Regions from separate parts of the Mus musculus genome. Here all the other regions are linked to region 6. The links are chromatin contacts, called in public HiCAR-type and promoter capture Hi-C maps. All regions are on one chromosome and are shown on one strand. Each heading gives the region's core, a stretch centred on a gene start, on an enhancer-like site or on the middle of the called end of the contact. The rest is flanking DNA. Distances are from core to core; before and after follow the strand shown.

Region 1 (3,075 bases), core at 529-3,028, 1.8 Mb after region 6:
CACTGCAATGGGATAGGTATGGTGCATACAGGGTGTCTCTAGTCACAGGTGGACCCTTATTTGGACTTCTGAATCACTTCTGGAAAGGTCATCTTTAGTTAGTTGTCATTAAGGCAATGTTCAGTTGTCACCAGAGTTCTACAGGCTCAGTCACTTCTCACAAGGGTTCAATAGCTCATAATCAGCTCAAATACTTCTTAGAAGGACACTCTCATCTTTCCTAAGACAATGATAAACTCAGTATGTCAGCAACTCCCTGCATAATGGGGTTGGCAAAGCAAATTAGAGGTAATCTGTGCAAATCTAATGCATGCTCTCCTTAACTCACAGATCTCTCTCTCTCTCTCTCTCTCTCTCTCTCTAAGTCAGGGTTTCTCTGTTTCTCCTGGCTGTCCTGGAACTCACTCTGTAGACCAGGCTGGCCTCAAACTCAGAAATCTGCCTGCCTCTGCCTCCCGAGTGCTGGGATTAAAGGCTTGGGCCACCACTGCCTGGCAGATTCTCTTAATTGTAAGATTTTTCTTAAGACTCTTTCTTGCTTCTGCAGGTTTGAGGATCTGTACACAAATGTCTGAGGCACTGTGTCAGTACCCAAAGTTTTGTTCAAACATAGTTTTTTGAGTATAACACGAATTTCACCTTGTTGCTCTGCGGTGCGCTAATGTAATAAGACAGTTCACCCATTCCTAAATCAGATTTCTCATCTGTAAATAAACACCCAACGAAACTGTTGTGGTAATTAAATTAGCATAAATGCTCCCTTAAGTTGGTAGTCACTGGTATAAGTATGTTTTAGACTTAAATTATTTGCTCATTCAAAAGCCCCCACCCCTAACTATGGCCAGTTGATGGCTGCTAAGTTAGAGAGTCATAGGTTTAAGTCCCAGGTAAGGCAACCATGCTTCAGCGAATAGCCCCATACCACTGTAGATATGAACAGCACATATCTGACTCCCTGTGTTAGTTTTCTTTTTTTTTTTTAAGTGTGTGTGGTAGGGGTCGAGGTTAAGGGGGAGTGGGAGGGAAGACAATGTAGAAGGAGTTTGAGGTTGAATATGATCAAAATCCACTGGGTGAAATTCTCACAAAGAACTAATACAAATATTACATTTTAAAACATCCAAGAGGATCTCTAATTTTAAAACATAATAATAAGTTGTCTAAAATCACAAAGTGAAGCCATCTGAGGATGGCTGTAGGTGATATATGTTACGTTAATGACAAGTGAGACACATGCATTGGTTCACTAGTAATTACTTGTCTCCCTCAACACCTGCAAACTTTCAGGAACGCGTCGAACAATTTTCGCATCTTTTGTGTCTGGGACACAACCTAGATGTGTGTGTGTGTGTGTGTGTGTGTGAGTAAGTGGGCAAGCCGGTAAAATCCATGGTCAATCGGAGAAGGAAGTGCCAACCACTGATCGGTCCAGGGAAAGCCCACGGTGCTCGCCCTTCGTCCCCACAGCCCTCCTCACCTCCCGGGGTCCAATGGTCACTAGAGCCACAGCGGAGGCCACGGTCCCCATCCCACAGCCCGGGGTCCAGCTGACCGCCTGAGAACGGCGGCTTTCCGGAGGATATTGTCCCACCCTGAGGTCCTCACACTTGGGTGTCTCCTCGCCCCCGACAGCGCCAGAGGCAGCAGCCCCACAGTGTCCCGCGGCGACCGTCACGAGCCACAGGGTGCGGAGAAGGCCCGGAGGCCCCGCCGCTGGGGAAGCCCGACCCGCGGGCCAGGCGGCCGCCATGTTGGGCACCGCGTCCTCGCGCTTCCGGTTCCGCCTCCTAGAGAAGGAAGGGCCTTAAAGGGGCCTGGCAACCGTGGCGCAGCTTAGGGCTTCTAAAGGCTACTCCCTAGGATAACTTGGCACAGCTACATCAGCGAGGTTTTCGAGGGTTGTTGTTGTTGTTGTTTAAATATGTTCGCTTGTTATCTTTGAGCAGGGACCATCTTAATCTCTGTATCGTTCCAATTTTAGTATATGTACTGCCAAAGCAAGCATGGAAACTTTAATAATAATAATAATAATAATAATAATAATAATAAAAACATGCCCATGTCCCAGGGAGACTGCTCAGAGTGTAAAGGCACTTGTTCCGGAGCCTGAAAATTATTTAAATTCAATCCCTGGAACCCACATGATGGAAAAAAAAAAACGGATTTTCACATACACACACACTTTTTAAAAAACTGAATAATTATATAAAAAAATACACGTTTGGGAGTCTTCTCTAGTAGCTTCCCTGAGAACCCTCACAAGGAGACAGAAACTGCTCCTTCTGATGAGCCCCAGCTCCTGGTGGGCACCAGTGTTGATCCTGGAGGCTCTAAAGGATGAGGGTTTCCCTAGGGTTGGAAGAATTTAGATTTAGACTATCTAGAAGTGACCCAAGTGCAATTCTAGATTGCTGTAGACATTATATAGTGGACAAGTGTTCGAGGACAGAATATTGGGCTGAAGAGATGGCTTAGGAGTTGAGAACACTTGCTGGTCTTACAGAGAACCAGGTTAGGTTCCTAGCACCCATGTATTGGCTAAAGCCCTGTAATTCCAGTTCCAGATTGAAGGTCCCCTTCTAGCCTTCTCAAGCTCTATGCACATATTTGGCTCCATGGGTAAAATCCTTTGTTGCTCTGCCTGACAAATGAATTCAATCCCTGGGACCCACAAGGTGGAAATAGCAGACAAAACACTCACATGCATAAAATAAAAATAAATATTGAAAAAGACAGAATATCAGTTATACATCTTACACAATGATAAAAGAACCTTTCCACTTAACTACTACTTGGACTCAGAATGTTCTAGTGATTTTTTAAAATACAACATAAACCCAAAGGACTAAAGGAAGCAATTCTGTGCCTCAGGATTATTGAAATTATGATAGAATTAGATGGTTTCCTGCTGAGTGCAAGAATACTGCTGATCTGTGTATCAATTTTAATACAGATTTAAAACAATTACTTAGAACTGCTGATGCTTTGCTGATTAATCCCATTACTGGATCTATTTTATGGCTTTAGTGATTATCTTTATTCTCTTCCACAATATGTAAATTTAAAAGAATTAAA
Region 2 (3,297 bases), core at 181-2,680, 1.8 Mb after region 6:
GAGGACCAGTGAAGAGATCTGAGGGTCTCCAAGAGGTGACATGACTTGAAGACTAAATGTGGGAAGTTGGAGGAGAAGGCTCTCAAGCCCATCTCCAGGTTTCTAGCTTAAGCAAGTGAGTGAATCAAGTCTGCTGACTACAACTTGTTTCTCTAACCCTTAAGTTACATACATTAGAGCCCACGCAGATGCCTGAAACCTTCTCGGGTCGCAGGTCTTCCTTGAGTGCTGCTCCTGTGCACACGCTGGGGTACAGGAGTTTTCATCTGTGTGCTCATCAAACCTTCATTAGTAGAAGACTCTCCCTGAACTATGGAAAAGTCACGTGTGAACACAACCTTAAGTTTTTCCTTTCCACTCTGCAGACATACTTAGAGATGCCTGCCAATGGAGCAAGAACTGGAGAAAAACAAGCTGGCCCTTTGGGATCATTTAAGAACCAGGTGTGTTTCCTTATCATCACATAGAGTTTCCCGGGCATCTTTGGTGTGCAGGCTAGGAGATAAATAAAGATACATTCCTGGCCTGAGCAAAGAATATATTCTCTCAGGGGATAAAGGGGAGGAAGGGAGAGAAGGGGGAAGAGAAAGGAAAGGAGAGTGGAGATTGGGGGAAGGAGAGAGAGGAAAAGAGAGGGAGGTAGGGAGTGGAGAGGAGGGGTGGAGAAAGGGAGAGGGAGGAAGGGAGAGGGAGAGAGAGATCAGCACAGCACAGCACAGCACAGCAGGTATGTCAAGCAACTTTGTCCCATTTAACTTAAGGCAGGATTACTGACTACAGAGGTACCCAAGCACAGGCACAGCCATGAAAGACTGGAGAGGGTGTGTTTGAAAGACGTCTTTAAAGAGACCAAACGTTTGCTAATCAGAGAAGAGGAGGAGGAGGAATTCTAAGAGCGGGCAACAGCCCTGGGAAAAGCAGAGAGGTAGCTGGGTACTGAGGGTCAAGCCCCCAGGGAAGAGCAGAAGGTCCTGAATCCAGGCTGGGAACGAAAATGTGACTTCCGGTTCTCTTCTGGAACCTGTTAAACTCTTACCAGTGTGCAGAGGATACTCAACACCTGCCCTAGAAAGTTCTAGTTTTGAGACTCAAATACAGATAAACAAGGGATCCCTAACTGCAACCATGGTCTCATGAGCTCTGTGTTTATCTCCTGGGGTTGGGAGCACCTCTCTCTCCAGATCCATTGCAAGTGGGCACTTGACCACTCCTAGAACTCAGATCTTCTAGAGGGCCCAAAAGATGTGGCAATGGGTTCTTGTGGGCTGGTGAGTGCCGACAAGAGAAGGACTGTAGAATTTAATCTCAGTCGGCAAAGCAGTACCATTGCTCTGGTGTGACAGTGACCTCCACCAGAAAACAAAGAACGAAAGCGTGTGTGTGTGTGTGTGTGTGTGTGTGTGTGTGTGTGTGTGTGTGTGTGTGTACGTGTGCGTGTCCTTTAATTTTTAATAGCTATTCAGACAGTCCTTGGAGAGGGAATTGGCAGGTTCAGCGGGAGGCTACTCCCCCACCTGTCTCCAGGCACTGCAGACACAGCTGCTGCGGAAGGAGACAGTCAAAGCTTCCAAGGAAAGAAATGGTGCGGAGAGCTGGGGGTGGGAGGAGGGCGCCTTTCACACAAGCCCACTGGGGACTGGGCCTGTCTAGCAACTGCAAAAACAAGCCAAGAGGACACAGTCGGGCTCTATACAACTTCATGTTAAGTAAAATCCATTCAAGAGCCAGCTCAAGAGCCGCTTCAAAATCATTGGGGTTTTTTTTGTTTTGGTTTGGTTTTTGTTTTTTAATGGGAGAGCAAGGTAACCAGAGCTTTGGTGAGGCCATGGTCAGGTTTTGCTGCTTGAATCAAGAGGAGCCCTGAGGATTTACGCGCTGTCCTAAGACTTGAAACCGAGTACACAAGACACAAAACTTCCCCGTACAGTGCCTAGCAATGTCTTTATCTGTACTCCCCTAGGCTGAAAGGACACACAAGGTTGGGTTAAAGTTCAACTCCCAAAGAAAAGGAGGAAGGGGGGTTGGGGGGAGGACAGAACGAGAGAAACAGCGGAGTCTAAGAGACGGGGAGGAGGAAAGACTGGGGTGGGGACGACAGAGAGAATAGCAGCCCGGGCCAGATTTCAACTGTCCTGATGCAAATGTTAGCAATTCTACGGTGGCCGGGGGCTCGCTGCTCCCCCAAAGTAAAGCAGCAATTAGAAAAGGGGAAGAGGCCGTTTTAGAAGATGAAAACTAAAGCAAGGAGGTATTTTTGGTATCGTTTTAATCACAAAATAGCATGAATGTGGTCTGTGCCTGCGTGCTACACAAACGTCGATTTCAATACAACTGAACGCTAGTTTGAAAATTTCCATTTTTGTAATTTGCTTCCCTTTGTTAGGCCAAGATTTGAGAGAAACCTGGCAGCGTCCCCAAGCCTGGCACGGGATCGCCTCAGACGCACTCGGCTGCTCCGGAGGCGGAGCGCGAAGCATCGGACCCGGCGGGCGGAGCCAAGCCAGCGGGGCGCAGCGCAACGCCTTCCGCCAGGGCGTCTGCCGCCACCTACCGGCGACCAGGCAAGCGTCAGTGCGACCCCAAAGCAAGCTGCTGTGAGCTGGCTGGACCTGGTCCCAGCCACTAGCAACAGCATTTCCAACAAAGGCCACCCGTCTTAGCCTACCCAGCTCAGAAACTCCTGTCTAAGTGCTCTGCCCTAGGAGTTGATCTAACTGCTTTATGTAAACCCAACCTGAGGACGAAGGCAGTCTGTGATCCCAGTATACGCTCAGCGAAGAGTGTGTGCTCCCACAACAGTAGCGTGAATGAACATATGAATGAATGAACCAACCTATTTAAAAAAAACAACAACAACAACAACTTTCAGATATATTTATGTTTGTCAGACATTTTGTTGGTGGCTAGTAAAGTCTACAATAACTGTGTGTATCCCCTCTCCAATGTGTGCAGCAGTAATGTACAACTGCCAAATTCATCCCATAGCCTCCCTTTACAGTTGCGTAAAGACGGGTTCCTGAACGTTAAGTGCTTTTTCCTATGTCAGTTTGCTGGTCATAGACCTAGTTCAGACCTACATTTTATTGACGTGTTTGGTATTTATTTTGTAAGGAAAGAGAATCATTTCATCTTTCTGTAAGCTAGCCTGCCCTGACACATATTCTTAGCCGACTGGCTAAAGGAGGTAGCTGGCTCCACCAACTACCTATGGTTGATCCCTGAGCTTCTGTCCCAGATTTCTTCTCTCAGCCAAAGCAGCTGCTCATACACTTTCGTTCCAAAAATCAAGTGTTGCTC
Region 3 (3,207 bases), core at 4-2,503, 1.9 Mb before region 6:
ACAACAGCAACAACAAAATCTTGGACTGTGGATGTTGCCCAGTGGTACAGTGCCTGGCATCCAGTACCACACACACACACACACACACACACACACACACACACACACACAAACCAAAACAATCAAGCAAAGACAAAATGAAAATGACCAAAGTCAAATAAAATCGATTCCTTCCCTCTGGAAGCTGAGAGGCTATTAAATGAGATGCTCTGTTCTGTATTATTTTCATCACATAAAAGATACAGGAACACTGCTCAAAGGATTTATAGGAAATTAGTCTATTTAAAATTGGGTCATGAACACCTGTCCTGCCAGTTTGAACTGTTACATCTATCAGAGTTCTTAAATGGAAGGCACAGAAACTGTAAACTAAAATCAGAAAAATCAATGTATTAAACTTTATTAAGAAGCTGGGTATGATGGTCCAAGTTTTTAACTCCAGTATTTAGGAGAGTCAGAAAGATCCATATAACCAGGCTGGTCTACATAACGAGTTCCCAGGATAGGCAGGGCTACAAAGACAGTCTAAAATTAAAACAAAAACAAAACAAATACCCCCCCCCCCAAAAAAAAAAACGTAATTAGGCAATCTGGCAGAACAGGCTACAAGTTTTTTGACAAAAATATTGCAGCTTGCTGTTGATACACCTTCAGTCTTAAAACCTGGATATAGTTGCTGAGGCTGGCATCTCTGCTTAAATAGATCCCTGCTGTGTTCCTTAGGGCTCTCATTCAGTTTCTGGGTTCGATTGGAACTAGCAAGCAATGAACTTAGATTCCACTGTTTCGGACTACTGGAGGAACCAATGCAATCACTCAGTTTTATGGAGAGGAGATGGCCAGGGTAAGTTAAACGTTTAGTTATGAAATAAACAAAAAACTAAATTCGCACCAGGAGTAGTTCCAATGAGATACTTAACACTCTGAGCTACTCAGTGATTTAAAAGACAGAGCGCTTGTTTTAAAACAAATTCTCTTAAGGACACTCAAACCACTTTACATAGTCTTTCTCACAAACTTAGGCTTAAAAGAAAGGGGGGGTGGGAAACTCTGGTACCAAAGAAAGAGTAAAGACTTATTTCAGTAAAGTGTGCAATGAGTTGGGAAAGGGATAAGAGAAGAGTAAAGGAAGGAGGGAGGGAAGAAACTGTTCTCAAATCTCGCGAGACTTCCCCACCCCCACTTTAAGTACCGGAATCTGAGGCGCAGCGCAGGCCAATCACGAGGAGCGTTTTCCGCGCGGTGACCGTTGCTAGGATACGCGGCGTCGCTGCGGGGTGGGGGGGACTCTGAGGCCTGGCTCCCTGTCTCTGCTCTGGTGAGCGGTGAAACGCGGGGTTGGCGCTCGCGTTGACTCCTCAGAAAGAAGTTCATGTCGCGGGGACCTAGCGGCACCCCAGTCGCACCAGGCAAGGTGAGAAATCTCAGCTCGTTTGCCTTTTCCCTGCGTGGGTTAAGGTTCTGTGGCCACTTTTGACTCTCTCCAAACGGAACAAACTCGAATTCGTGGACTCTTGGCTGGTTCTATAACTTGGGGTCGGAGGCTCGGCCTGGGAAGTTCCACACTACGCCTGGACCGAAAGGATGCTCCAACCCTGGGAAGGAGGGGAAGGATACGGACGCCTCAGAAAAGTCTCTGCTCTGAAGGAAGGGGCGATCAGCCGGCTACAGGGGAAGGACGTAGCATCGTTCGGTTAATACAAGTCAGAATGGTTGGGCCAGGGAGGATAAGGGTAGTAATAACAAGGAAAACAAAACAATGTGATGTTTTCCATGTAAGAACCGAACTTAACAACAACTGCAAAATAAGGACTCCTGGCCACACTTTTGTTTTAGAGACGAGAAATCACATCCCAAAGGGCATTGTGTGCCAAGTTTATGTAGTGATTACTATCAGAGGTAGACTGTATCCTTAATCCTTGTAGGATCAGAGAATGTGTGAATTCTGGCCTCCCTCTGCCATGATAAGAATATGGATCGAAGAACTCCAGAGTTAGGGGTGTATTTGTTATGAGAGCCCACCTCCCGTTTCTCTTAACACAAGTGGGACTACATAAATTAGTCGTTTTCTCAGTTAACAGGAAAGCTAGAGGATTACTGGGGTTCTTTGTTGTTGTTGTTTTGTTTTGTTTTTTAACTACTTTTGAGTTTTGACTATAGGACTTTTCCTTGCAAAAATACTGTTGTTGTCTCTTTGTTGTTCAAAACCATAGGGATATGGTGCTACTTGGAATAGAAAAATGCTAAGGTTGACCTTTTCCCCCCCTTCTTGAAGAGATAATGGTGTGTATGTCCAAATGGAAAATTTCAGTCAACAAGTGAACATTCGGAATTGGTGCCTGGTTTGAATGATAAAACTGTAGATATTTATGAGTTCTTACTACAGTTGGAACTAAATGGTGCGGAAATTGTAGAAGTCGTTGCAAAGAAAAGCCAAGGCGCTGAGCTTTAGGTGTAGAACACTTTCATGGATGTTTTGTTTGCAGTCATAGTGACTGCTTCCCTCCTCCCATCGCATGCATGTACCACCATACCTGATTTATTATTTTTTTTAATTTTTTTATTACGTATTTTCCTCAATTACATTTCCAATGCTATCCCAAAAGTCCCCCACACCCCCCCCCCCCACTCCCCTACCCACCCACTCCCATTTTTTGGCCCTGGCGTTCCCCTGTACTGGGGCATATAAAGTTTGCCTGACCAATGGGCCTCTCTTTCCAGTGATGGCCGACTAGGCCATCTTTTGATACATATGCAGCTAGAGTCAAGAGCTCTGGGGTACTGCTGATTTATTTTTAAAATTAAAATTATAAGTCAAGTTAGGCATATATATCTTCCCAAAAAGTTTATCTTTTTTAAAAAAAAGACATATTTTTTTTTCTCTTAGTGGTGCTGGAGAATGGTTGGGGTAATACTATTTTCTTTACCACTGAACTACCTTCTGAGCCCAAATATAGCAAATTTTTGTAATTGGGAATGCCTTTGTATTGGAGGGTATCAAAAGACACACACATAGTTTCTGCTTGCCACTGAATCAGATGCTGTAGATTAAAGACACCAGCCAACTCTTGTTCTCAAGGGGAAGGGATAAATAAGCAGATTGTTTCAGCTGCTGTGAGAAGTACAGGGACAGACATGTGGGCAGGATATATGGTAGCTTATACAGCTGTCCAGTAAGCCCTCAGAAGGTAGAGGTGCTTTACAATA
Region 4 (2,926 bases), core at 290-2,789, 1.6 Mb before region 6:
CAGGGCTAAAGAAAATAGGGTAGGAGGCAGGGTATGCCAGCCATACCCTGCAACAGGCAAGACTGAAGGATGCTTTAAGAACCTGGAGGCCAGTTCCACTGTAATACAGCACCTCAGGTAATCATTTGTCTCTCCTTTGAGACCTAACATACGAGGTTAACATTACAACATGCCACCAGTAGTCTCAAGTGTCAAGAAAATGGTACAAGAAAAAGGGATGAAAAACTAAACACAACCAGGAAAGTTAAAACGAACCCTTGAGAGAGGCACAGAGCCAATGCTTTCAGGTGACGGTCACTGAACACCAGGTGAATTCCTTTATGAACTCCAAACTGCCCTCGCCCACTGAGGTCACCGATTCTCAAACATCACAAGCACTTGCTCAAGTCTGATATATCACACTGGTGTAGAGTTATTGCTATCTCAGGCTATCCACGTAACTTTTGAACTTTTGAGAAAATATTTATGTGAAGTTAACTACCCCTCATTTTCATCACATTTTAAGAACTCACTGGCTATTTTAAAATGCTTCTTATTCTGGTGCCTTATAGAGGAGGACTGGCAGTCTACAGTGGAGCAGCCCTCCTGTCAAATGAACTATATGGGCTGAAAATGGAGCAGTACTAGTAATAGTATGTACTTCAGCAGAATTCTAACGAAGTCGCTGACAAGTTACAAGTAATGTACCTGGCTTCTACAGGAGGTCCTATCTGGCCCCCATTACTTAAAAGGAGGGATACCGCGTCCTCCTAAAGGCACGTGTCAAATCAGGTTCAGTTTAAAATCACACTGCCCGTCCTTGCAGGCACTGGCATGACACCCCTAACTGGGTCTTCACTACATTATCCTAACACAGCAAAGAAAACATCTGCCGAGCATTCTCCATATGCTAAAACATCTCTCAGAATTATTTCATTCGATGCTTACAACAGTAAGATCGACAAGTGATTCTTGGTTTCCAAGCAAGCGGAGCCTTGCTTGGAAATGCCTCAAATGCCTTGATCACGGTCAGAGTGACAGTAAACAGGAAGAGCAAAAGCAAAAGGCAAACATGACTTGTCCAACTCTAAAATCTGGATCCTTTAGGGTAAGCTGCCTTTCCCCCAAGTTTTCAACAACTTGCTCTGAGAAGGAGGAATCAAACGACTGGACCAGGTCGCTAGCGGGCGCAGGACTAAATTAGACGCCAGTGTTCAAGATGCTGTGAGGCGCCTGAGACAGCGCGAATGCAGGTAGGAATCCGAATTAAACACTGTCCATCGCAGCCCAGAAAGTGGAGATAAACAGTGCAACCTGGGGCACCGGGTCCACTCCCGGACCCGGCCGACTTCCGGCTGGGAGCACCCCGGGTCCCGACGCCGTCCACACGGACCCTCGGCCAACCGCATCCTCCGACCCTTGCCTAGCACAGCCCGGCCCGCAGGACCCCGCTCCGCGCCTCACCCCGGCTGTGCAGCCGCCGCAACATCTCCTTCCACATCCACATCCGCCTCCTCCGCCTCCATGACTGCACCTGACGCAGGCGTACTCGCGAGATCCCGCGAGATGCGGCGGGGCGGGACCGGGGGCGGGCCCAGGGCCGGAGGCGGGGCCTTGGCGTGGCGCACTTCCGGGGAACTCCGGCGAGTAAGACCAGGAGACTGCGTGAAAGCTGCTTCCCCAAGGACCGCATGGGTTATCTCACTTCTCTCACGTCTTACGTGGGCTAACTCACAGCAGATCTTTTTCCATTCAGGCGAGAGACCCTGCTTTGTGGCATCCATTGTCTCTGGTTCATTTTCGCACACACACACACGCGCGCGCGCGCCTACCCGCCCCGCCCGCCACCGTGAATTATTAGAATGACCCAGTGGAATGGATGCAGGTTTCACGGATTTTATTTTATGGATAAGTAAATAGACTCAGAAAACTGACGTGATTGTTCAAACAGAGAGCTTGGTAGATTGATCTTTTAAACTCTGCCCTGAGTGTTTGCCATATACATACAAATCATTGCTGGGAATCTGTGAAGCAAAGAACTTAACGGTTTTCCAAGAAATCAGAGTCTTGCTTCTGCATTTTTCTGCCCTCAAATCTGTCTCTCATACAGTTAGAATCCATGACTCATTGTCTTCTCGATCAGACTGTGACTTCTTTAAGGATAAAACCTGTCTGGTAGTCCTTACACTGCCTGCGTTCAGCACAGTGTCTCACGTAGTAGAAGCTGTGTTGGACAGGTAAGTGTATTGGGAACCAGCAAAATAAACCTGATTTGTTGTTGTTTTGTTTTGATTTTTTGAAATAGGGTTTCTCTGTATAGCCCTGGCTGTTCTGGAACTCACTCTGTTGACCAGGCTGGCCTTGAACTCAGAAATCCACCTGCCTCTGCCTCCCAAGTGCTGGGATTAAAGGCATGCGCCACCACGCCCCGCAAAATAAACTTGTTCTTTTTTTTTTTTTTAAGTACTACCATGTCGTTTTCAGGCTTCATTTAATCATAGGGGTAAACTAAATTCAAGGTCCCAGGCCCTGGGGGAGCTTCTGTTGTAAGGAGACAGCTATTTGAGCCCAGCCATCTCAGAGACAACTTAGAAGGAGACAATTGTCTGCGTCCAGTCATCTCAGGGAAAGTTGTAAGGAGACAGCAGTTTGAGTCCAGCCATCTCAAGGACACTCTCCAGCTTGCTGTAGGGTCAAACTAAGTTCTTGTTCCCAGGCCCAGGAACCAGCTCCTATTCTGATTGGTGGAAATTCGCATGCTCAACCCTTTATGGTCAAAATATGATTGGCCGAAGCTACAGCCTACCCTGCTTGCCCTCCCTTACTTTATGGTTTCATCCTTTAAATATGCTATGTAATTCCCCTAAAAAGTCACTCTCCGGACTCTGTTCTATGTTCTCCGGCCTTGGTCGATCAGTAGCAGCTTGAATACAATACATCATTCACT
Region 5 (2,927 bases), core at 225-2,724, 1.8 Mb after region 6:
TGAGATGGCTCAGTGGGTAAGAGCACCCGACTGCTCTTCCGAAGGTCCGGAGTTCAAATCCCAGCAACCACATGGTGGCTCACAACCATCTGTAACAAGATCTGACGCCCTCTTCTGGAGTGTCTGAAGACAGCTACAGTGTACTTACATATAATAAATAAATAAATCCTTAAAAACATATCAGAGACTTAATGTGTGTGAAAATTGTTCAGATTTGTGGCTTGTTGCTTGTGGTGGAGGGGGACTATCACCAACAGAATGACACACAGAGCAGTTTAACTTCTGCAAAATGAAACAAATTACAGAGAGAGTACTGTTAGGAATTGACTCTTGAGAGTGTTTCCGTGATAAGATATGAATCTTGCCAACTGAAGCACTCTGAGGAACTAACATGATTTTTCTCATGGTATCTTTCAACTTGGATTTCAATATTTTCTCCATATGCAGCTTTAGCATTCTACAATTGCTTTTCTTACATTCTAGGAGTGGGGTGTTTTGACAGTGGGGACATTTAATTTTTTTATGTTCAGTTGGTTTAGGAAAGCTTTCACCAGGCCTTTGTAGGAAACCTAACTTGTGTTCCTGGGAATTTTGGGGTGTCCCGGCAGAGTTGCTACATGTCACCAAGGGAATTGGTGTACTTCCCTCTTGGAGTTCATAGTATTGTTATTGAAAGAATTTGAGGATGGGCTCTGAAGGAAGCTTGAGGACAGTTTTATTAGAGTGTAAAAGAAAAAATCGCAAGGAGAGCCAGCTGTAGACCCAGGCGGCTGCCCAGAGGAGTCAGATGGAGAAGAGAAGAATTCCTACTGTTAGACTGAGTCATGGAGTCCAGCCACACAGTCTTGTGACAAAAAGGGGAGGGGGGGCCTCCAGAGAAAGAGTAAGAACCCTAAAATACAGAAAAGGCATTTTTAGGCTTTGGCCAGCATACAAAGAAAAAAGAAGGGAGGGACAGGAAAAAACTGTGCCTCTGAGTGGTGCTTAGGAGGGCAGACCTAACAGAGCTTCATGGCATTCGGGATAGTTATTCCTCCTATCTCTTCAGGATGGATTAAGGAGGATCAAGCCTTCCTGAGTCTGCTCCCTAAACGAGATGATTGATCTCCCAACTGGAATGTTAAGTCTCCACCCAGGCCAGAGATGCCATTCCCCTGAGCAGAGCAAATAGCTTTCCCTTAATGGGCCCTTAATGCCACTGTAACACTTGTTTGTTTTGCGTGACAGCCTATACAGAGTTCTGGTGGCAGCCTCCACCACTCTTTGGTTTGGATTCTGTTTATTATTTAACGAGTACCTAGTAAATGTTGAGCTTTGAGGACAAAGGGACCAGGATAAATCCTGACCCCTGGCTCTGAAGGGAGTGGACTTTTTTTTTTAAGAACTTCATTAAGACTTTATATGTAATATTATATTAAGCTCATGGATATTTTTCAAGCTTCCTGGTTCAGTGAGCTCTGGAGTTGTGAATCACCCAGGTGTAAAGGTCCAGTTGAAATGCGCACTTCAGTGAGTGCCTGTGCTTTCCCAGCAAGATAGCCAGTGACCTTACTTCCCAAAATCCCAGATAGATGAGCAGATGTTTGTTAGTAGGAAATTGAAGTCTCATGAGCCAACAGAAGTCTGAAAAGTGTTGGCCGTTTTTGGCCTTAATTTTTCTTGGATTTTTTTTTTTGTCCCCCTGAGATAGGGTCTTACTGTGTAGCCCAGGCTGTCCTCAAACTTGAATCCTCCTGTCTTGGCCTCCCGAGTGCTGGGATTACAGGTATGTGGTACCACATCTGACACTTTTACCACTGTTCTATAATTATAAAATTAGTACTTGTTTTTGTGTATTTTTATTGTAGTGGAGAGAATAAAACTTGAGAGTCTCACATGCTATTCTACCACTGAACTAAAATCTTAAGTCCGTATTTTTTTTTAATAAAAATTCAAACAACCCCAAAATCTATAAAGTAAAAGAGACTAATTTTTGTTATTATTTTTCTCTGGTGTTGGGGATTGAATCCAGGCTCTCATGCATACACGCTCTACCACTGAGTTCTAACCTCAGTCCTCAAAGGCTAACTTTTATATTCCTCTTTTCTATTTTCTGGAAGCAATAACTATTGCTTCCTAAATTTTTTTTTCTAGAAAATTCCCCAGTGCACACGTTTCTGTCTTACAGAAGTATGAAAATAACCCAAATATCCCTTAAGTGCTGCGTTTCACAACACTTGTGCATGTTGTACAGTTTTCCTGTTTTATACAAAGGGTAGATTTCCCAGCATGCTCAGTTCTTACATGGATTCAAGATGTCACTCAATTCCAACTGTACCTGTTTCAGGAGTGAGATGCAGATAGCTGTCTGCTGGAGGAGCCCTAGCCAGCAGGTAAATGTCACTTCCCCTCACTTGACGGAACACTGCCAACATGCTTGAAGTGTCGATATAGGAAACCACTCCTGAGTGCATTTTTACAGCCTCTTACTGAAATTCTTATTGTCCATCGAAGTAAAATTCAGTCTCAGAACACGCTTATTTTGAATAGCAAGTGGTTTGTTGGTAAGCAAATGGTTTTGATGCCAGGAATATGTTCCCTTGAGCAGGAGAGAATAATGAAATGCAAAGAATATTTGCTGGCCATTAGAGATGTCATGTAGAACCACAAATCTCTCAGATTTAGAGAAGATTTATCCTCTAGTTCATTGTAGTCAGGATCATATAGCCTGCCCTGTTGAATTAGGTTTTTAATCACATGGTAACCAAACATGACCTGCAGGTGCATAGTTATGGCTTTTAAGAAGATATGATGGAGCTAGGCATGTAGGTGGACTGTATAGTGTGAGCTTAGTGTGCACAAGGGTCTGATCCACCACACTGGGGTGGTCCAGAGTCCTAGACTCTGGTGATGATCTGCTTCTAATAATTGCCTTGAAAATATGTGCT
Region 6 (3,141 bases), core at 628-3,127:
GTGTGTGTGAAGACAACATCTGAGACAGCAGTAGCATAGAGGGGAGACAGAGATCTTCTATGCTTGTGGTCACTTTGTTTCCTGTGGAAAATGGTGATAGCAAAATCTCATCAGCTTCCCCTGCCTATTGCATAGCACAGAGCTGTGGCTGGAAGAATGATAAAAGAGATTTAAGAAAGACTGAAGGAGCTGAGGAGGTTTGGAACCTCATGCGGGGAGCAATAGCATCAACCAGCTAATTGTCCTGAAGCTCCCAGGAACTGGACCACCAAGCAAAAAATACACATGGAGCTACCCATGGCTCCTGCTGCATAGGTGGCAGAAGATGGCCTTGTTGGATATCAATGGGAGGATCGACCCTTGGTCTTGAGGGTGTTCAATGCCCCATTGTAGGGGAATGCCAAGGCTGGAATGCAGGAGTGAGTAGGTGGTTGGGGGAGCACCTTCATAGAGGCAGGGGGAGGGGGATAAGATAGGAGGTTTCTGGAGAGTAAACCTGGAAAGGGGGTAACATTTGAAATGTAAATAAAGAAAATATCCAATAAAAGAGAAAGAAAAAGAAAGACTGAATGGGTATAAAAATGCAACTACTCAGAAAGTGTCCAAAAAACACACAGGGAAGGAAAAAGAGAAAAATAAATAGGTTAAAGTAAATATGAAAAAAATATGGGTGTATGCCTTTAAATAGTAACAATCAGAAAGAGTCAGACATCACTAGTAGTGGGAAGTGACAGGGATAATCAAACATGGCTGGAGTATTAACTATCTAAGCAGAGAAAATAACTATAGATAAAGAGAAATATTATGTGGGAAGATGGTCATATACCGAAAGGACACTATTTCAGTCTTTCATGCACACTATGTGCACATAACAGTCTTTCCAATTCAAGCAGGAGAGCTTCCAGAATGGAGTGGAAAAACATGCAGACTTCCTGTGGAGCTGGAGACACCTTTCCCAGGGGTTGAAAAAGTTAGTAGGTGAACATTCAGCAAGGACTTACAGGACAAACAAAGATCAATAAGAAAACTGATTACTTGTAGAAAACTCCAATCAAGAGAAAAACACATTTTGTTTTCTTTACAAGCGCTTTAACAAACTAAGATGAGGTACCACTTCTGTACCCATTTCTGAAATTGAAAGGGATTATTTATCTAGATTTATTATCATTCCGTTAATATGCCATGGTTTAAAGACTTAAAATCACATACAGGGAGTTCTCTGACCCTAACAGAATAACAATGAGAGCAAAGCCCTTCATACAAGAGTAAATAAAAATCTCCAACTATTTGAAAATCGAACAGCTTATATCTTAAAGGAGGACTCACACAGGTTCTGAGTTCTGGATATCAGGTTGTGATCACCAGTCTTTGAACCTGGTCTTCTGTTCTAGTCTCAGTAAGTCCCCTGTTCCTGTAGCTCAGGATTAAGTCAGGACAGACAAAGCAAGACACCCGCACCCCTTCCTACCGGCTGGATTGAGAGGTGGGGCTGCCCAAAGTCCAACTGGAATATGTTGCCCACGAAAGGCAGACCCCAAGGCCCTGGGGGATAGTTCTTGGGGCGCCGGTTTTTGAAGTAATCAGCCAGAAGCAGGAAGGTGACTGCAGCCACCAACAGAGTCCTGGGATGGAGCGCTGCCCAGATCGTGGCTAACAAGGAGCCGGTAGCAGCGAGCATGGCTAGGACTGCAGCTGGTTCGTCTGAGGAATGAAGGTCTGAGCTGCGGCAAGTCCCAGGTGCTAACAACAAGGGCACCCTTCTAAAACCGGTCCCCTCAGTCCCTCCCTATCCCTTTCTGTCCACTCCCCTTTGCTCCTCTGGTTTCCTCCCTGGAGCTGGGCTCTCGCAGGAAGTGACAAAGCTTCTGAGAGTAGTTTCCAATCTGCTGGAACCGGAGAACAGGAGAACCCCTGATCACGTGCACAGAGCTCTTCTCTCCGCCCCTTAGAGCTTTTACCCATTCCTTCCCAAACTTCCCTCCCATGCCCTGCCATGCTTTGCTCTGCCCTGCAGATGCCCAGACTGCTTCTATAGTGGCTAGGTCCTTGGCACTGAGTTCCCACAAGAACATGTAGAAAATACAGTTTTAAAAGGCACCAGTAGATAGTAAAAAGTGAAACCAGGAAATCTCAAGGGGTCCCCACCCTAGAAAAATTATTACAGGCAACTAAAGGCTACTGAAAGGGAGATTTAGTCTTCCCCAGACAGGAGCCTTCTGTTTTTCAATACTAAGTGTCCAGCCCTGAACCCATATACATTTATATTCATGTGATATATATGTATATATAATCAATTAAAGAGGCCATCAATTTGAGAGGAAGTAAGTGGGGAGACAAGGGCAGGATTGGAGGGAAGAAAGGGAAGAGGGTGAAAGGGTGTAATTATATTGTAATAAAAATTTAAAATAATAATTGAGCAGGGAGTGGTGGCACACACCTTTAATCCCAGCACTCTGTAGGCAGAGGGATGCAAATCTCTGTTAGTTCAAGGCCAACCTGGTTTACATAATGAGTTTCAGGACAGGTAGAACTACTTAGTGAGACACTGTCACAAAAAACTCCAGCAGCAGCAGCAGCAGCAGCAGCAGCAGCAGCAGCAGCAGCAGCAGCAGCAACAACAACAACACTAATAGTAATACTAAAAGGCAGTCTAAGATAGATTGTTTTTCAGTCAATAAGTCTTTCCCTCTGAGGAGACAATTGTGGTGGTAAGGTTTGTGATTTGCATGAACCCCAGAAAGCATCACGGACATCTGGGAGCCTGTTCTATAAGCAAACTTTCCCAGTGACTGCAATGTACCTGAGAAACCAAGCTAATCCTAGTAACAGAGTGGCAGGCAACATCGTCACCTCCTTGCAACAGATCACTTTGTTTTAACAGAGCTGTGCTTCGTGCGCCCAGGAATGTTTAATGAACACTTGTTGGAAAAACACTTTTGTCCTGATCATTGTTATTACTATTTTTATTATTGTGGTTCTGGGGACTTAACTTAGAGACCTATAACAGGGCTATTTATTGTAAAAGTAACTGTTTGTTTGTTTGTTTGTTTGTTTGTTTGTTTTTTCAAGACAGGGTTTCTCTGTGTACCCTGGCTGTCCTGGAACTCACTCTGTTGACCAGGCTGGCCTCGAACTTAGAAA
Region 7 (3,240 bases), core at 216-2,715, 1.8 Mb before region 6:
AAGGGCTGCATAATGAAACACTGTCTTAAACACAAAACCAAAACCCATGAAGGAGATACTATTGCCATTTAAAAGTCTCTGGAATGGAAATAGCTATCATAATCTTACCTCTGAGCCAGTGTCTGCCCTCAGGTGTGCCTGAGGACTGAACAGGGCTATGCACTCCTCAGGTTGGAAACATTACTAGTCCTCAGTGTCTGCTCTTGACCTGTTAACAGCTGAGTCAGGGTCTGCCCTCAGCTGTGCCTGAGGACAGAGCTGAGCTATCTACCCCTGCAGATTGGAAGCATTACAGGCACTCAAGATCAGCCCTGAAGTGATAAAACCTAAGGCAGAAATCCACCAAGACTAGCAGTGCCTCCGTGTCTCTTCCTGTGGCTGGTGGGAAAGGGAGGGGCAGTCCTTCCTTGATGCAAGGTCGTGTGTCTAGTGGCATGCTTGCTTCATTCCCAGTGAGAGCAAGTGATCACCTGGGTAAGGAAGGTTCAGGTGCCTGAGCTTGCTGGAGAATTCATCACTCATCCATCACTCTGCTCCTGTAGACATAATCACTTCTGTTGGGTCTTTATAGAGATGATTTATAACTTTGTTGTTTATAGTTTTTATGAATGTGTGTATTCATTTAGGTCACATGGGAGGTGCACATTTTCAGGTGTCTGTCTTTCCATCACACGGGCTTTGAATTAAACTCAGTCTTGGTTTTACCGGCTGAGCCATCTCACCTGCCTGATTATTTAAAAATCTCCGGAGTAATCCAAGAGTGTGGTTTATGATTGTAGTATCAACACTCGGGAGGCTGAGGGAGCATCGTTATCATGAGCTCCAGGCTAGTTCCAGGCTTGCCTAAGCTGTAGAGCAAGTCACTCTCTTAAAAAGTGCCTCTCCCATATTTTTGTATATAATTTGCATCTGAAATTCTGTTTGCCAATAACTATGAAATTATTCACATTACTAAAATCTTCCTGTGCCAAGTTCTCCAACGAATTAGATCACACTCAGATGAAATGCTAATAAAAATTAAAGCTGTAGCCAGTAGCATGCGTATATTTGGGCTCAGGGCCAACAGGCAGGCGATCTGGGTGTAAGAAAATAGGCTAATGGCTGTGGAATCTGGTCTCTAGTGGCTCCGCTGAGAGCTGACCTCAACCACGCTCCCTCAAATTGATTGCCTTCCAGGTTATGATTTCTCATCACAGGAAACTTTGTTGCCCAATTCAAACCCTGTGAGTGAAAACAAAAACAGGAGAGCAAGTGCTGCTCCCCGTGCCCCAAAGCCCCTTCTGTCAGGGATCCCAAATGCACCCCAGAGAACAGCTTAGCCTGCAAGGGCTGGTCCTCATCGCATACCATACATAGGTGGAGGGCTTGTTATTCAATTCCTGGCCTATGAGAGGATACCCCTATTGTTCCTGAAAATGCTGACCAGGACCTTACTTGTAACAAAGATCCCTCTGCCCCACAATCCAGTTAAGGCAGGAGCAGGAGCCGGAGCAGGAGCAGAAGATAAGCCTTGGATGAAGGGCAAGATGGATAGGGCTCGCTCTGCCCCAAGCCCTGCTGATACCAAGTGCCTTTAAGATACAGCCTTTCCCATCCTAATCTGCAAAGGAAACAGGAAAAAGGAACTTAACCCTCCCTGTGCTCAGACAGAAATGAGACTGTTACCGCCTGCTTCTGTGGTGTTTCTCCTTGCCGCCAACTTGTAAACAAGAGCGAGTGGACCATGCGAGCGGGAAGTCGCAAAGTTGTGAGTTGTTGAAAGCTTCCCAGGGACTCATGCTCATCTGTGGACGCTGGATGGGGAGATCTGGGGAAGTATGGACTCTTTAGCCGGCTTAGTTCTCTGTGGAGTCAGCTTGCTCCTTTATGGTAAGTTTTGGCTTGATGTTTATTTGTGTGTGTGTGTCATGTTTTAACAACAGTGACTTCTCGCCATTCTCTCTCTCACCAAACCTTCGATTTGGTGACCCTGACACTGCTTTTCTGAGACTCTCCAGTTTACACATGGCAACGGTTTTGAAGTTCAGATTCCAGCGGCACCAGCTGGGTTTTCTAGCCATCTCTTGTAGACAGATGCTGCCTCCTGGGTTGCACGGTCTCTCCCAGGACTGAGTAAGTCACCTTATTTGAAGGGATCTGGTTTTTTTTTTTGTTTGTTTGTTTTTTGTTTTTTGTTTTGTTTTGTTTTTTTTTTTGGAGTATTCTTTCTTGCCTCTCATTCTGGTGTTTTCTTATCCATAACAACAAATTTGGGTTGTAATCACTTTAAAGAAAGACTTCAATGATTTTTTTTTTTTTTTTTGGTAGAAACAAAATTCTTACCTAGCCATGTACAAAAACGTCATTGTTAACTAAAAACAAGACCACTTTTCTGTAAAGATTGTGTATCTCCATGCTTTTTAATTTCAGTAGTCCAGTTAAGGGCTTTTCGTCTTTTAGGTAGGGGTCCAGGAGTTAGGGCTATGCCACTGACTTTAATTTTTTGATGTTTCACATAAAGATTAGCCCTAGCAAGCTAACTAAAATGTAGTCAATTACCAAGCTCACCGGATTCAGTATTTTGCCAAGTCCTGTAGTGGCACCTCTAGAGAGGGCAGCCAGGATGAGCTTGGGTTCTGTATGTGTATCACAGGCTCTACACAGTGGGGTGCCTTGTAACTCACTCAGCATAGGTAAACCATGCTAGGAGAAACATGGGGACCCAAACTGCAGATCACAGACACATTATCATTGCCATAGGATTCCCCGAATTGGTTTGGAAGTATTCTAATTATTATGATAAAAATGTAATTGACACAGGAGATGAATTTGGGAAAATTTATCAAACTTAATGGTGAGGCTATATATAGTATAGCATTTGATACAAAGAAATACTTTTGATGTTACTTTTATATTTTTCTATATGTTTAAATATTTTGTTAAGTATTCAAAAAAATTTAACCCAGTAAAGTATGATAATTGTGTGCAATTTCTCATGTAACTTTTCAATTTGATTTCAACAACCAACATATCAGAAATTTAATAATATTTAAGAGTAATGTAAATTGCTGAAAGAGTATCTAAGATGGTGCCAATTACTTATGTAGTAACTTACTTATAATTAACATAACAGCATAATATATTGCTGTAAATTTGGATTCGTCTTTATATTAATGTAGAGACAGGTTGATGTCTTTGTTACTATGTACTTTTAAATAATAATTATGGTTCCTCACTTTCATCTTGCTTTCCACAAGTCAC

What was found. Promoter capture Hi-C pulls out the DNA fragments that hold promoters and counts their contacts. HiCAR-type assays count read pairs that join an accessible place to other places.
Region 1: a contact with region 6 is called in a promoter capture Hi-C map of cranial neural crest. The contact joins the promoter of Tm2d1 here to the promoter of Cyp2j6 in region 6. A contact is called at or near these places in 6 of 39 promoter capture datasets (cranial neural crest, embryonic stem cells, frontonasal cranial neural crest and 2 more) and 2 of 115 datasets of contacts at active chromatin or transcription factors (astrocytes and large pre-B cells).
Region 2: a contact with region 6 is called in a promoter capture Hi-C map of liver, with 4 times the contacts expected there. The contact joins the promoter of 0610025J13Rik here to the promoter of Cyp2j6 in region 6. A contact is called at or near these places in 4 of 39 promoter capture datasets (the 3T3-L1 cell line, hippocampal neurons, liver and 1 more).
Region 3: a contact with region 6 is called in a HiCAR-type map of astrocytes, with 4 times the contacts expected there. The contact joins the promoter of Ift74 here to the promoter of Cyp2j6 in region 6. A contact is called at or near these places in 1 of 39 promoter capture datasets (hippocampal neurons) and 1 of 115 datasets of contacts at active chromatin or transcription factors (astrocytes).
Region 4: a promoter capture Hi-C map of liver shows a contact between it and region 6, with 3 times the contacts expected there. The contact joins the promoter of Mysm1 here to the promoter of Cyp2j6 in region 6. A contact is called at or near these places in 6 of 39 promoter capture datasets (the 3T3-L1 cell line, cranial neural crest, frontonasal cranial neural crest and 2 more).
Region 5: a contact with region 6 is called in a promoter capture Hi-C map of liver, with 3 times the contacts expected there. The contact joins the enhancer-like site here to the promoter of Cyp2j6 in region 6. A contact is called at or near these places in 5 of 39 promoter capture datasets (the 3T3-L1 cell line, embryonic stem cells, hippocampal neurons and 1 more) and 1 of 115 datasets of contacts at active chromatin or transcription factors (large pre-B cells).
Region 7: a contact with region 6 is called in a promoter capture Hi-C map of cranial neural crest. The contact joins the promoter of Tek here to the promoter of Cyp2j6 in region 6. A contact is called at or near these places in 3 of 39 promoter capture datasets (cranial neural crest, hippocampal neurons and maxillary cranial neural crest).

Annotation. Positions count from the first base shown.
Region 1 is chr4:98,381,487-98,384,561 of GRCm38.p6, forward strand. Tm2d1 (TM2 domain containing 1) reads right to left here and starts at 1,779. Exons shown (of 7, transcript NM_053157.2): 1 at 1,584-1,779. The coding sequence starts at 1,750.
Region 2 is chr4:98,319,926-98,323,222 of GRCm38.p6, forward strand. It overlaps 0610025J13Rik (a long non-coding RNA gene), which reads left to right and starts at 1,431. Exons shown (of 3, transcript XR_376450.3): 1 at 1,431-1,582; 2 at 2,384-3,297.
Region 3 is chr4:94,613,238-94,616,444 of GRCm38.p6, forward strand. It overlaps Ift74 (intraflagellar transport 74), which reads left to right and starts at 1,254. Exons shown (of 20, transcript NM_026319.3): 1 at 1,254-1,414.
Region 4 is chr4:94,977,561-94,980,486 of GRCm38.p6, forward strand. It overlaps Mysm1 (myb-like, SWIRM and MPN domains 1), which reads right to left and starts at 1,540. Exons shown (of 20, transcript NM_177239.3): 1 at 1,444-1,540. The coding sequence starts at 1,505. Gm12694 (a long non-coding RNA gene) reads left to right here and starts at 1,561. Exons shown (of 3, transcript XR_867913.3): 1 at 1,561-2,216.
Region 5 is chr4:98,400,292-98,403,218 of GRCm38.p6, forward strand. All of the region lies in intron 1 of Patj (PATJ, crumbs cell polarity complex component), which reads left to right. Among named protein-coding and RNA genes, the nearest start is that of Patj, 5.9 kb to the left of the region's middle. Within about 2 kb of position 1,475, at least 81 of the 459 cell types and tissues checked have an H3K27ac peak or open chromatin away from gene starts, as enhancers often do.
Region 6 is chr4:96,551,774-96,554,914 of GRCm38.p6, forward strand. It overlaps Cyp2j6 (cytochrome P450, family 2, subfamily j, polypeptide 6), which reads right to left and starts at 1,878. Exons shown (of 9, transcript NM_010008.4): 1 at 1,469-1,878. The coding sequence starts at 1,678.
Region 7 is chr4:94,737,824-94,741,063 of GRCm38.p6, forward strand. It overlaps Tek (TEK receptor tyrosine kinase), which reads left to right and starts at 1,466. Exons shown (of 23, transcript NM_001290549.1): 1 at 1,466-1,869. The coding sequence starts at 1,818.